4 separate regions of the Mus musculus genome follow, and all the other regions are linked to region 3. A link is a contact called in public HiChIP or PLAC-seq and Micro-C data. All regions are on one chromosome and are shown on one strand. The core of a region is the stretch at or near the end of the contact, and the rest is flanking DNA. Distances in the headings are between cores, read along the strand shown.

Region 1 (2,724 bases), core at 88-2,587, 510 kb before region 3:
CATTTTCTAGTATTTTATAAGATAAAGTTTATTGTTCTAAGTTTGAGAATGTGTGTGTGTGTGTGTGTGTTTGCATGTACATTCAGCTACATATGCACAATTATTTTTACAAAGAGAAGATTGTGATATCACATAGAATAGTAAAGACATGATTCTTTGTTACTTTTGGTTTCTTGAGGTACAGGGAATACTCGTGCAAGCTAGGCAAGGACACTCCCCCCCCCCCCCCCAGCTACATTCTCATTCCTTAGAATATAATTCCCATACTCAAATTATAGTTCTAATTTTGGCGTGTTTATTTAAAAATCCTAAATTTGTGAAGAAAATATCATTTGTTTGTTAAAGTTTCTAAGCATCCAAATTGGGCTTTTTGTTTATAGACCTACAGAATGGAATTTTAAGATGTGGACTATATTTTACCCACATTACATCCTGAGCTCTGCTTTATTCATCTCCCCCAGTCCTTCTTAATACAATCAAGTTGACCGTCAAAACCATCATTACAACACCTATCTTTAAATGCTTCACGTTCTTAGCTCTGGGTTTACTCAGGTACAACAGCCATCTACAGACAGGCAAACCAAATGTGCACTGCCTTGACTGTAAGTCTCTTTAACAACAGCATTTTCCAAATTTAAACCTATACTGTTATTGTTTCTTTGTTTTGTTCATTGTTTGTTTGGATTTTGAGCAGATATCACTATGTAGCCCAGACTGGTCTGGAACTCACTGTGAGTCCCAGAAGAGCTTCAACGCCCAAGGGCACTTGTCTCAACTGCCTAAGGCTAGGTTCTAGATGTGGGCCACTATGCCTGGCTGTCTTCCAGTCTTTTATAAAATAAAGAAAAGTACACAAAGGTATATTTTAAAATACATATTTTTTAGAGTTGAAAGCACCTAATCACTCAAACTTTGAAAATGCCAAAATAAATAGATGGTTAATAGGCAAGCTTTGCGGTGTTGGAATCTTCAGAAAAGTGAATTCCTGTAAACGTTAGTAGTTGGATTTCTTGGACTTCTTTTCTCACATAAGTTACCTGCTATAGTGATTCACTATTATCTGCTAGCTTCCTCTCATCAGCTATGAGTAAGTCCAGTGCAAAGAATTAGAAATGCACATAGATTTTAAAGGCAGTGCAGGCTCTCTGTTAACACACACACACAATGCCCGGAGGAGCAGCCCATGAGAGCGTCCCAACAAAGGGAATACAGTATGTGGGCACAGAGCTGCCTTTTCCAGGCTCCCAAGGCTGCAATTAGTGCAGATGAACTGCATCTCCCAGAGAGCAAACAGAGTGTCCCTTATGTGATCTCTGAGTGTCCTCAGCAATGATCTCAGTTCACCGTTGGGGACCTGCATCCCAGGGCTCTGCTGCTTGGCAAGCTGGCTGTACATGCACCATCAGTCCTGGGGCTGTGAATGAGACCCTGTCAGTCTCTGAAGAATAATGTCCTCCGTAGTGAATCTCGCTGTTTTCCTGGGAAGAATGCCCCACTCTGAAACTGCCACAGTGCCTTTCCCCTGCTTATTTTTATGTGAGTTCACAGAGGCTGTGGTTTGTGTATGCACTCAGATCTTTCTCTGTTTTTTTTCCCTTTTGTTTTGGTTTCCTGACATGACTTAATTTTATGGTTTGTTCCCAAATGCTACACTTGGTTTTCTCTCCCTGTTGTCTGTCGGGGTTGGGGGAGGGAAGTGGGTAAAATTCTTGGACTATACCAAACTATAAAAGACATTTATAAAGGACATTGATAAAGGATCATTTGTAAAGGACATTCTATCTTTAAAAGATTACATGAAAGTTCAAACTCCCCTAAGATAAAGTACTTAGGTATCCAGATGTGTCCGCAAATCAACAAGAGAGCCACTTCAGACTTGGTTCTGAACCACAGCAGTGAGCGCTCACACACTGTAAGCACGTGGAACTGTGGCAGCCTTCCGAAGCATCCTTTCATATCAGCGCAGACTCACTATTCAATCAATGTGAAAGCAACGCCTGTATGAGACCTCTTCTGGCACTCACATGGATTTGGGGTTTTCAAGAACTTTCCTCAGCTTCTGTGAAGTGTTGTTGGACTTCTGGGCGGTGTGGTATGGGGAAAGGGGGGCAGGGGTTGATGCGATTTGTATACGAGAGAGATCTGATATGGTGAGTGGTGAATGCAAACAAGAAGAGCAGCAGAGTTGCTCAGAGTTTAAACTGTTGACAAACCAGAGGCATCTGCTCTCTCCACACTGGTGTTTACCTGTCTGCCTAGGTTTCTTGTGCTTACTGACTCTTGGAGCGACTCCCACCTGCCTTGTCATCAACAGTGGCTCTACACACTCAGAGCTAAGTGTTGACCTTTCTCTATGAAGAGGGGCTTCTCTAGATAAGGCTTACCTAAGCACTAGCCCCATGGCTGGGGGCAGCACCATGCCTTTTTCTTACCTTTCTTCTTGTCCTTAACAAAAAAATACCTTGATTCAATTTTGACCTTAAAGAAGAGCCCTTCATATTATCAAAGTACAGACTGAATAAAGACCCTCCATCTCTGTCTCAAAAGAGCCCTTTGAGACATCAGGGCTATGGTCATAACATAATCAGAACAAATAACACTGTTCTGATTTTCCCAAAAATTTTAAAGGCAAGCTTTAAGATGTGTTACAAATGTAAATCTTGTCTTATTTCATATCTTGCTATGGCTCTTGAATGTTTCCAATATATGTATTAATTATTATCA
Region 2 (2,965 bases), core at 9-2,508, 350 kb after region 3:
GCGAGGAGGGGGTAATGTAGGAAGTCAGCTTCTGGTCCCACGCCTTCGGAATTGATACCCTCTCTCCAATTATGCACCTAGAGAAATTTCACATACTAGACTTTTAACCCCCACCTCCACTCACTCAAGCCTGCCTACACAAGCAGAGGGCGGAAAGGGGGGTGGCGGAAAAGGGGGGACGGGAAGGTTATCTCCCAGGGCTTCAGCCCATATAGTCGCCTCCACCCTACCATGACTATTGTTCCCAGCTTCCCCACCCCCACCCCGGATAGGAAGTGATAGTCACATCCCCTCCGGCTTCGGCAATATCCCCTCAAGTCCGGAGTGAGCTTCCTTCAGGATAACCCCCATCCACACTGATATCCCCCTCCCTTTTCGATCTAAAGTCACACTGGCCTCACAGCCACCTCAAACCTGGGTCTCAGGACGAAAAGAAACCTGACCAGATAAATGGAGATCAGGTAAACCATGAGATTCCTTATGGTCAAGCCTCTGGCAAGCGCTGAGCTAATAACTGTGAACCCAGACACGGAGTCGTCCTGCCGTCCACTCGGACCAAGGCCGGCATCCGTACAGGGACCCAGCGAGTTAATGCTCTACACCCTCGCTCTCCGGCAGCCTCGAGCCGCTCCGCTGGCCGCAGCCAGACAGCTCGCCTCGACCCTCCCCGGAGGGGCAGGCGGGGAAGGCAGGCGTGGGAAGGCGAGCCCGCACTCCAGCCGCCGCCGCCCGGCCGGGGAGACAATAGGTAGTCGCGGGCGGCGGGGCCGGAGCGGGCTGGGCCGGGGAGCGCAGGTAGCGGCCGCGGAAAAGAGAGGCTGAGGGGCGGGGGTGACCTCGCCTCCCGCAAGCTCGCCGACGGCGCTCGCGGCTGGGCGCGCGCCCCGCGCCTGTCCTCGCACCGCACACAAAGCGCTGGCAGCCCCGACCGACCGGGAGAGGCGAGGGGAGCTCGGCGGCTGGCGACACGAGGCGCCGGCGAGAACGGACACTCACCATGAAGTCCCGGGCGAAGTTGTCCTCCCCATTGTGATCCGGACTCTTCATGGCCTGGACCCTCTGGATGAACCTCCTCAGGATCTCCACTTGCTCCATCCTCCCGCGTCCCCCCCGCCGCCCGCCCGCGCGCCGCAGCGCCCGCTCCGTCTTCCCCAGCTCGCTCCGGCCCGCCCTCCCTCCCCGCCGCGCCAGGCGGCTGCGGCTGCGGCGGCACCGGCCGGGCTCCCCGCGCAACTTAAAGAGCAGCGTCGCTTTCCCCTACTACGAGGCGAGCCGCGGGCTAGCGCCGGCCCCAACCCCCAGCCTGCCCCATCCTCCTTCCCCGCCCTCCTCAGTCCGAGACGCCGCCGCCTCAGGAACACGGCTCTCAGTTCGCCCTGCCCCCTTCCCGGTTCTGCCTCCCCCCCCACCCCCCACCAGCAGCCGCAGCCGCCTCTCCCCACGGGCGCGCCCCCGCCGCCACCCAGACGCGCGGGCTCGTACGGCGGCCCCGCCCCAGAGCGAAGACCCAGCCGCCCCCGCACGCCCGCCCGGGCCCGCCCCCGCCCGCTCTGAGTGGCTGGAAGCCGCTTCCGGGGCGTGGCCCTCTCCTAGGGCGCTCGCCGCTCGCTGCGGTGAGGCTGGCTTCTGGTGGACGTCCTACGTCTGGAAGCCCGGCCAAGCCCAGTGGGTCAGACAGTAAACTTCAGATGGGGCTTGCGGCCTCCGGGTTTGGCGGGGAGGGAAAGCTGATTCCAAAAGTGCTTCAGCGCTACTGCCGGCCGCGGGCTGGGACTACAAGACCCGCCTGCAGGAGTGCCCGGAGCAGGGTGGGACAGAGGTATGCTGGGAACTGTAGTAGAGCCTTCACCTTCGCTTTACGAATGCCTTGGTGAGGGTCTCCCAAGGCTTTGGCACTTTGGCTAGGAGAAGCCAATAGTTTCCAGAGTGAAAGGGTTTACTCTTCGCAATCTTTCTAATCCCAGTGAGGGAAAGCTCTTAATTCGTAATGCATCTTTCTCATTGCACCTTTTTTTGCCAAGAGGAAGACAATATTGCTTCCTATCTTTAAATTCTCACGGTTTCAGAGTTGAATGGGTGACATTCTTTCGTAGAATAGAATTTGTGACTCTTAGCAGACAGAGAGCGTGCTGATGCAATCTGTCCTTTCATAAATAGAAATGATTTGTCCAAAGTTCACCCCCCCAACATGTTCATGTGGAGTCAGAACTAAAACGCAGGTTCTTTTACTTTGACTCTAACTTTTACTTTTTCTCGAAAGGACGAGAGTTTGTAGTAGTACACAGTTGCACAACTGAGGGATTTGATCCATGGACTGACTTTGGTCACCTACACCCACAAACAAAAAACATGTTTTCACAGAACAGGCTGCCAGGAAATATGCTTAAGATAGGAAATATCAATGCAGGAAACATTTCCTAAACCGATATTTGGCCGCACTGTGAAATTTAATTAAAAAGAAAATCGAAGACAACACATGTGAGTAGCAATATACAGTTACACTTTAAAATAAAATACAGGAAATAATGCATCTGATATGTACCAACTCACTTCTCTCAAAGCATTTCAAGAGATGCTTTCCATACTAAAATAAACTTTTGAAAGGAGTGTCTGTAGTAATTTAACCCACTACACAGGCTAAATTTCACTGAATGTAAGCAAAAGATTCAGGCTCGATGGGGACAAATAGGTAAATGGCAGAAATGCTTTAACTTTTATTTATGTCTCTATATTTTGGGTTCTCTCAGCCAGGGTCTCACTCAGTAACCCAGGCTGGCATGGCTGTCTTCCTGCCTCAGCCTCACAAGTGCTGGGAGCATAGACATGGGCCACAGTGATCACCTACACTTTTGATATAGCCAAGAATGTAAAAACCAGTTAGTGATTAGCAAACAGTATACGTGTGTGCTTTATACCAACTATTGGCAGTCTCATGGGTAACAGGCTGGGTCTCATTTGCCCTAGT
Region 3 (2,806 bases), core at 106-2,605:
CTTACCACCTACTAGTGGAAAAGAATCAACAGCCACCCAGAACTCAATATAAATGTGGCTTCTTTGTGTCCCACTCATATACTAATTCCTTAGAGAAAATAACATTCTGAGAATTATAAAACTTAAGATCTTTTCAAAGGTCATGAGACATTTTCCTCACAAATATCAAGGGTTCCTGTATTGAATTTCCCTGCTTGATTTTGCCTTGGGGTAAGAAAATTCCAGGGAAATGTTATTGCTGGTGGTCATAACTAACTCACTGAATCCAACACATCTGCCCCCTACTTGGTTTCCGGCCAGTGTTTTGTTTTATGTTATATATACTTTTTTGGAAAGTCAACATAGTTGCTTGGAAGGCAACAGAGTAAATCCTCAATGGCCTTAAAGCTAGGCTTTCTAGAATCAGTCCCGTTTATCTTAGTCTAGGAGCCATCCATGTTAAAACTACAAAAAAAAAAAAAAAAAAAAATCAAAGACAATGATTTTCTTTTCGGGCAAGAAAGCAATGATAGTTTTCAGATGAATCAATCCAAATCCCAAGGTTATTAGGCAATTGCTGAGAACTATGCTTTGAGCGACACCTAACGGCTGAGAAAATCACACACCCAACTCCTTTGAGGAGGACTCAGATCCATCCCAAGAATCGCAGAAGGCCTGCTAAAAACAGAGGAGCACCTGGTCTCTATACTGCTGGGACCTGCTGGGCTGGGTCGCTGGGCAACTTGTATTTCCACAGTGAGGTCTGAGAACCGGTGATTTATTGCCAAGTCAGTGGCCATGCTAGGCGTGACCCCAGAAATTAAGAGCAGACTGAGGCAAAGGGATTAGGCCCGAGCTGTGCCTTGAACTCTTGAGCGATGGCTGCCCGGGACGGGTGGGGGACGGAACCCCGGGGTGCGGCTGGCTGCCCTCTGGGCAGTTGAGGGATGTGGCGGGGCCCTTGAGAGCAGCCGCCTGGCTGCCAGCCCGGGTCCCCGGCATGGGGGTGGGGGAGTTAGCTGGAGCGCGGGGACGCGGCGCGCCCTAACGCCTGTGCTTCCTGTCCACAGACGAACCCCACGCCTGGAGTGCTGCCGCTGCCGCCGCCCCAGGCCTGCCGGAAGTAGGCGTCTCCCTCGAAGACATCCTCTCTCCATTCTCTCCATCACATCCAGCCCCACCCTCCGACCCTTCCCACCAGATAGGCCCAGACCCAACTTGGGATATCCAAAGGGAACACGACGTTAGGAAACCAAAGGAGCTTTCGGCCGGCGGCCAGAAGAAGCAGCGCCTGGGGGAGCAGAGGGAGCGCTCGGCGAGCCCGCAGCGCAGTGCGCGGCCCAGGCTGGAGGAGGTGCCCGGCGGCCAGGGGCGGCCCGAGGCCGGCAGGCCCGCCTCGGAGGCGGCCGACGGGAAGGAGGCGCTGCGCGGCCGGCGTGAGGGCCTCGGGGCCGCGGGCGCGCGGGAGGCCGAGGCCAAGGTGGGTGTGCGCTCGGGGGCCCGACCCGCAGCGCGGCCCACGGGGGGCGGCCCAGCGCGCAAGGCGACGATGGCGCCGGGGCCCTGGAAGGTGCCGGGCTCCGACAAGCTGCCGGGCGCCCTGCAGCCTGGCGCCTCGGCCGCGGGCAGATGAGCCCCAAGGCGAGGGGCCCCCGCCCGCCTCCACGCAGGCCGATCTTCCTGGGTTCCGTCTCACGGCGTTTTAATTTATTTCCACTGTCACACGCATAGATCTATACGAGGCGCCGAAGCCCGGGAGCGCCGGCGTGCGACGCGCGTAGGCGGCACGGCACGGTGTGCGCGCAGGCAGACCTAAACTGATCCTAAAGCCCCCGGTTCCATGGTGGGAGCTTTGGCAGCTACGGAAGAACCAAAATCACGCAAACATCACAGAGAGACAGTGCAGTGTAGCTTTAGATTCAAAAAGAGAAAAAGAAAAAAGTTCCCCCCACTGCATGAAGGATTTGGATGTCATCCAAACTTTATATCAAGAAACTGGACAAGTTCAGAGCAATCACAAACTGGAATATCGCCTTAAAAAAAAATCAAACTGCACGGAGCAAGCGGAAACTGAGACAAGATTATATCTTTTAATTGATCTAAAGTGTTGTAAATAAATCGTTCTTGACATATCTAGACAGGGGATAAAGGGTTTCTTTGAAACATCCAGAACTGTTCTCCCATGCTACGTTTCCATGGCTCCCCCTTCAGCATCCACCAACGGTATTAGCAGCAGCGTCCCCTGCCTACTGCAGGATGAGTTAGAAACCTAGTGAATTCATTGGTGTGATGCCTTTTTTACTGCCATTTCTGTGGTCAAGTCACATTTCTGTACATTTTCAGTAGTAGGGAAAAAAGGTTTTAAAAATTGTATCCTAGGGAGCAGTTTGCCGTAAGTCAGAATTTTGCAGGTTAGCTCGTAGATCCTAATTGGTTGCCTCTAAAATAATGAGTTTGATAATCAAAAGACCATAATCTGTTTAATCGAGATTGACAACGCTGCAGTTCCTTCCTGAAAAGGCTTCCTGTCATCCCAGGCACTCAGAGATACGTAGCTGCTCTGTTAGCAATCTTCTATTTTACCTATTTGATTGTCTTATTTTAAAGCTCTTCATTTGCACTTTGACAAAGTATTTGTCCTATATTTCTCAAATTAGAATCTCTAATATTGAAAGCATTATGATAACTAATTTATTTTCATTAAAGAACATAAGTCCTTTGGCATTCCTTTCTGCTTTCCTTATTTGATCTCCTTTTTGTTTCCACCTGTAGCTTTTCGCCTCCAATTTGCTAATGCTTTTTGTTACACTAACAATCTATAGATGCA
Region 4 (2,969 bases), core at 219-2,718, 370 kb before region 3:
CAGATCTTAGGAATATTAAGAAAGGGCCTACCTGAATGCTAAAGGGATCCCACCACCCCTTGCCAAAAGCTTAAATGAAAACAAAAAAAAAATCATTATTTCATTAAGCAAACAATTTCTCCTTGAAGCATTGTTGAAGGGATCAGATCAAATGATTCCCACCAAGCCTTCATACGTAGTAGCCAGTGCCTGAGACACAGTGCCAATATATTCCACAAACTACCACTTACTTTACTACTTTATGTTGGGAGCTAATGAAGGGAGGCAGTAATGGGGTGCACAGACTCAGGAGGAGGGCATGTGGGACAAGTTGTGATAAGAACATATAATTACTTGTCAAAGTTAAATGTCATTTTCTTTTTCAACAGACACCTCTCAGTAAGAGGTACCTTTCTGTAATGTGCCCACCCTCCATTCTGGGCCTTCTACAAATGCTAAACTTCGTCTGAACATCTACAAACATTTTGTCAAACGTACTCCAGCGTATTCACTCCTAAGCCCACAGTGAACCTCAAACAGAGGAAACGAAACCCCTAGCTCTTTCCATGGTACTTGGTCAATATTGAGTAAATGAAAATACATATTATAAGGTTCAAGTGATGAACTATCAGTAAATAAAATAAAAGGCAATGTTCCATGTCTTTCTTCACACTGATTTATATAAAATATGATAAGAGAGATGGCAATAATGTCCAAAAAACTCCATTTTTATGACTTTCTTCAGTATCATTCATGTAGTTATTAGAAACAAAGCAGTCACCTTCATTTAGAATAAATTGTATGACTAGTGAGAATTTAAATATTACCTTTAAATAATCTTGAGAGACTGGGTTCTGCCTCAATGAAAGGATATTTTGTCGAGGTCTCATCAGAGAAGAGTATCTTTGAAAGTAAATACTATGGCAGTGTTTGCAAAGTTAAACCTAGAAAGCTAAAGTCTTTCATATTGTTATTACTGAATACATAGATTTGTAAAACATTATAAAGCATAATATTATTATTATTATTATGGCTTTAATGGTACACGATACCCTCATTAGGAAAAAATCCCTAAGCCTGTGTTGCTAAAAGCACTGTAACGAAACCTTTCCAGCCCTCATGAAACATGTCCTTCAGACATGCGCTGTTCTAGTAGCTCTACCTTAGGTCAAGGAGCAGGACCAGTTGAATAGGATACTGTCCTTATCAGATATTCCACTTCCCATCTTCTACAACCCAACACTCTTAGAAACAGCTGACCTGTGGGGTCTCAAAACCATAATAATACCTAACTAAACACAATCAATCCAAAAAACAAAAAACAAAAAAACTGGCAACTAAGAACATCACAGAAGGCATATTCTTTGCGGTGCCTAAACAGCTGAGGTTGCCCTTCAGAAAAGGCTGTCACAGTCTACATTCTCCGTGGTGTCTCTGAGGTACCCACTTCCTTTAACAGAAGCACACAATGGGAGATTCTAGAAAAACAAGGTAGGAGGTGCTGCTTGTCTTCAGTTTCCTCACCATCAGAGAGACAGGAAGCAGATGGTCAAAGCCCAGAGCTCAACAGTGGCTCCATTAATGGTGTATGACTCTGTTTCCAGAGCATCACTTCCGGTCTGTCTTACTGCCCCTGGGCTACTGAGTTTTCTACTCCTCACCATAGACCCTTCAATCACGGTGTATTTAAAACTTTTTTATTTGTATCTCCACTAGGTTGCCCAGCAAAATCTTTTAATGGCATTAGTGCTATAAAGTTTGCCACATAGATTTTTATCAGATTTGGGGTTTTTTAGAGTATTATTTTGAGCAACTACTTAGCAAAGTTAGATTTCTTTTTTTAAATCACTGAAAGCTTTTCTAGTGTGGTGGCTCATGTTTATAATCTGAGCCTGGGAGGCAAAAGCAGACCGATTGTAGTCTCAGATGTAGTCAAGATCAGCCTTGATTGGGTAGTGGCACCCTCTCTCAAAACAAAGAAAAAAATGAGGCTAAGAGAAAAATATCATTTGGTCAAACTAAAGGGTGATTTCCCTAGAGAAAATATCAACATTGTCTTGTTTTATTGTGGCTTAAGTTGTAGTATAACGTCTCAATGTATAACCCAAGTTGGTCTCATAACTTTCCTACTTCCACTTCTCAAATGCTAGTATAATTCTATCTGGCTTTGTTATTATCTTATTATATAATATATGTGTTACTAGTGTGAATATATGGATGTGTGTGTGTGTACATGCATATATATACTTATCTAGATATTCATATTAATGAGTCAGCCAAGTAAGGCAGACACTGTCTTTGTAGCTTTATGTCATGCAGAATAACGAAGCTAATGCTCACCTAGGAAACCTAACATTCAAATATTTGTTTGACACCAAAGCATATAATATTTGTGTCAAATATACTGACTTGAACACTTGGCTTTTATTTAATGTTAATGTGACTGGGTTGCTATTTGCTCAGATGTAGAAAAATATTATTTTAATTTATATATCTAATCTTATCTTGCTTTGCAGTCTTCATTACTATTGATGGAGTATGTGAAGAATCTAGTGTGGCTTTAAAGATTGAAACAGGATTAGAGTGGCATCTTTAGCTCCTATTCTCTATCCGACTTTCTCCACTGAGGCTTCTGTCTCCCCTTCCCTTAACCATGTTGTCAAGTAGTAAGAATGGATCTCCCTGGATCATGAGGATGGGTCTGTGCTAGGCTTCTACCTCTGCCTTTTGCCCTATGCTGGTAGGCTGCAACATGACTTATGCTTGGTCCTTTGTACACGTTACCATTAGCCTCCTGCTGTAAGGACGCCACAACCTAGATTCTCTTTCCTAGGTCTTTGTACCTCTAAGCCTTACTCTCAGAAAAGCACAAGGATGACACACATTGCTTCCTGTGTCTCTGTCTTTACAGACCCCACCTAAACAGTCCAAAAAATAAAGGAGCTTTGGTAGAAGAAATGTCATATGTAAAGTTTGGCAGAGAAAAATAA

Evidence for each region. HiChIP or PLAC-seq counts read pairs in DNA pulled down with a chosen protein or histone mark. Hi-C and Micro-C count contacts between places; a contact is called where the count stands out from the background.
Region 1: a contact with region 3 is called in an H3K4me3 HiChIP or PLAC-seq map of stem cell-derived neural progenitor cells, with 4 times the contacts expected there. The contact joins two enhancer-like sites. A contact is called at or near these places in 1 of 39 promoter capture datasets (stem cell-derived epiblast-like cells), 1 of 15 datasets of contacts at CTCF or cohesin (pro-B cells) and 7 of 115 datasets of contacts at active chromatin or transcription factors (bone marrow-derived macrophages, embryonic stem cells, oligodendrocyte precursor cells and 1 more).
Region 2: a contact with region 3 is called in a Micro-C map of the HL-1 cell line, with 6 times the contacts expected there. The contact joins the promoter of Ptpn12 here to the enhancer-like site in region 3. A contact is called at or near these places in 4 of 484 Hi-C or Micro-C datasets (the HL-1 cell line, embryonic stem cells and uterus) and 2 of 9 other capture datasets (adipose tissue and pancreatic islet).
Region 4: a contact with region 3 is called in a RAD21 HiChIP or PLAC-seq map of pro-B cells, with 5 times the contacts expected there. The contact joins two enhancer-like sites. A contact is called at or near these places in 1 of 15 datasets of contacts at CTCF or cohesin (pro-B cells) and 7 of 115 datasets of contacts at active chromatin or transcription factors (bone marrow-derived macrophages, embryonic stem cells and stem cell-derived neural progenitor cells).

The regions. Positions count from the first base shown.
Region 1 is chr5:20,195,659-20,198,382 of GRCm38.p6, forward strand. The region is part of intron 4 of Magi2 (membrane associated guanylate kinase, WW and PDZ domain containing 2); the gene reads left to right. Among named protein-coding and RNA genes, the nearest start is that of Gm25761, 83 kb to the left of the region's middle. Within about 2 kb of position 1,338, at least 46 of the 459 cell types and tissues checked have an H3K27ac peak or open chromatin away from gene starts, as enhancers often do. A contact at or near this core is called in oligodendrocyte precursor cells and stem cell-derived neural progenitor cells, where this site is marked.
Region 2 is chr5:21,054,653-21,057,617 of GRCm38.p6, forward strand. Ptpn12 (protein tyrosine phosphatase, non-receptor type 12) reads right to left here and starts at 1,259. Exons shown (of 18, transcript NM_011203.3): 1 at 997-1,259. The coding sequence starts at 1,095. Gm42221 (a long non-coding RNA gene) reads left to right here and starts at 1,415. Exons shown (of 4, transcript XR_880864.3): 1 at 1,415-1,819.
Region 3 is chr5:20,701,021-20,703,826 of GRCm38.p6, forward strand. It overlaps Magi2 (membrane associated guanylate kinase, WW and PDZ domain containing 2), which reads left to right. Exons shown (of 23, transcript NM_001170746.1): 23 at 1,050-2,806. The coding sequence ends at 1,106. Among named protein-coding and RNA genes, the nearest start is that of Gm52763, 21 kb to the left of the region's middle. Within about 2 kb of position 1,356, at least 415 of the 459 cell types and tissues checked have an H3K27ac peak or open chromatin away from gene starts, as enhancers often do. A contact at or near this core is called in the HL-1 cell line, adipose tissue, embryonic stem cells and 5 more, where this site is marked.
Region 4 is chr5:20,331,298-20,334,266 of GRCm38.p6, forward strand. All of the region lies in intron 6 of Magi2 (membrane associated guanylate kinase, WW and PDZ domain containing 2), which reads left to right. Among named protein-coding and RNA genes, the nearest start is that of Gm52764, 210 kb to the right of the region's middle. Within about 2 kb of position 1,469, at least 48 of the 459 cell types and tissues checked have an H3K27ac peak or open chromatin away from gene starts, as enhancers often do. A contact at or near this core is called in pro-B cells, where this site is marked.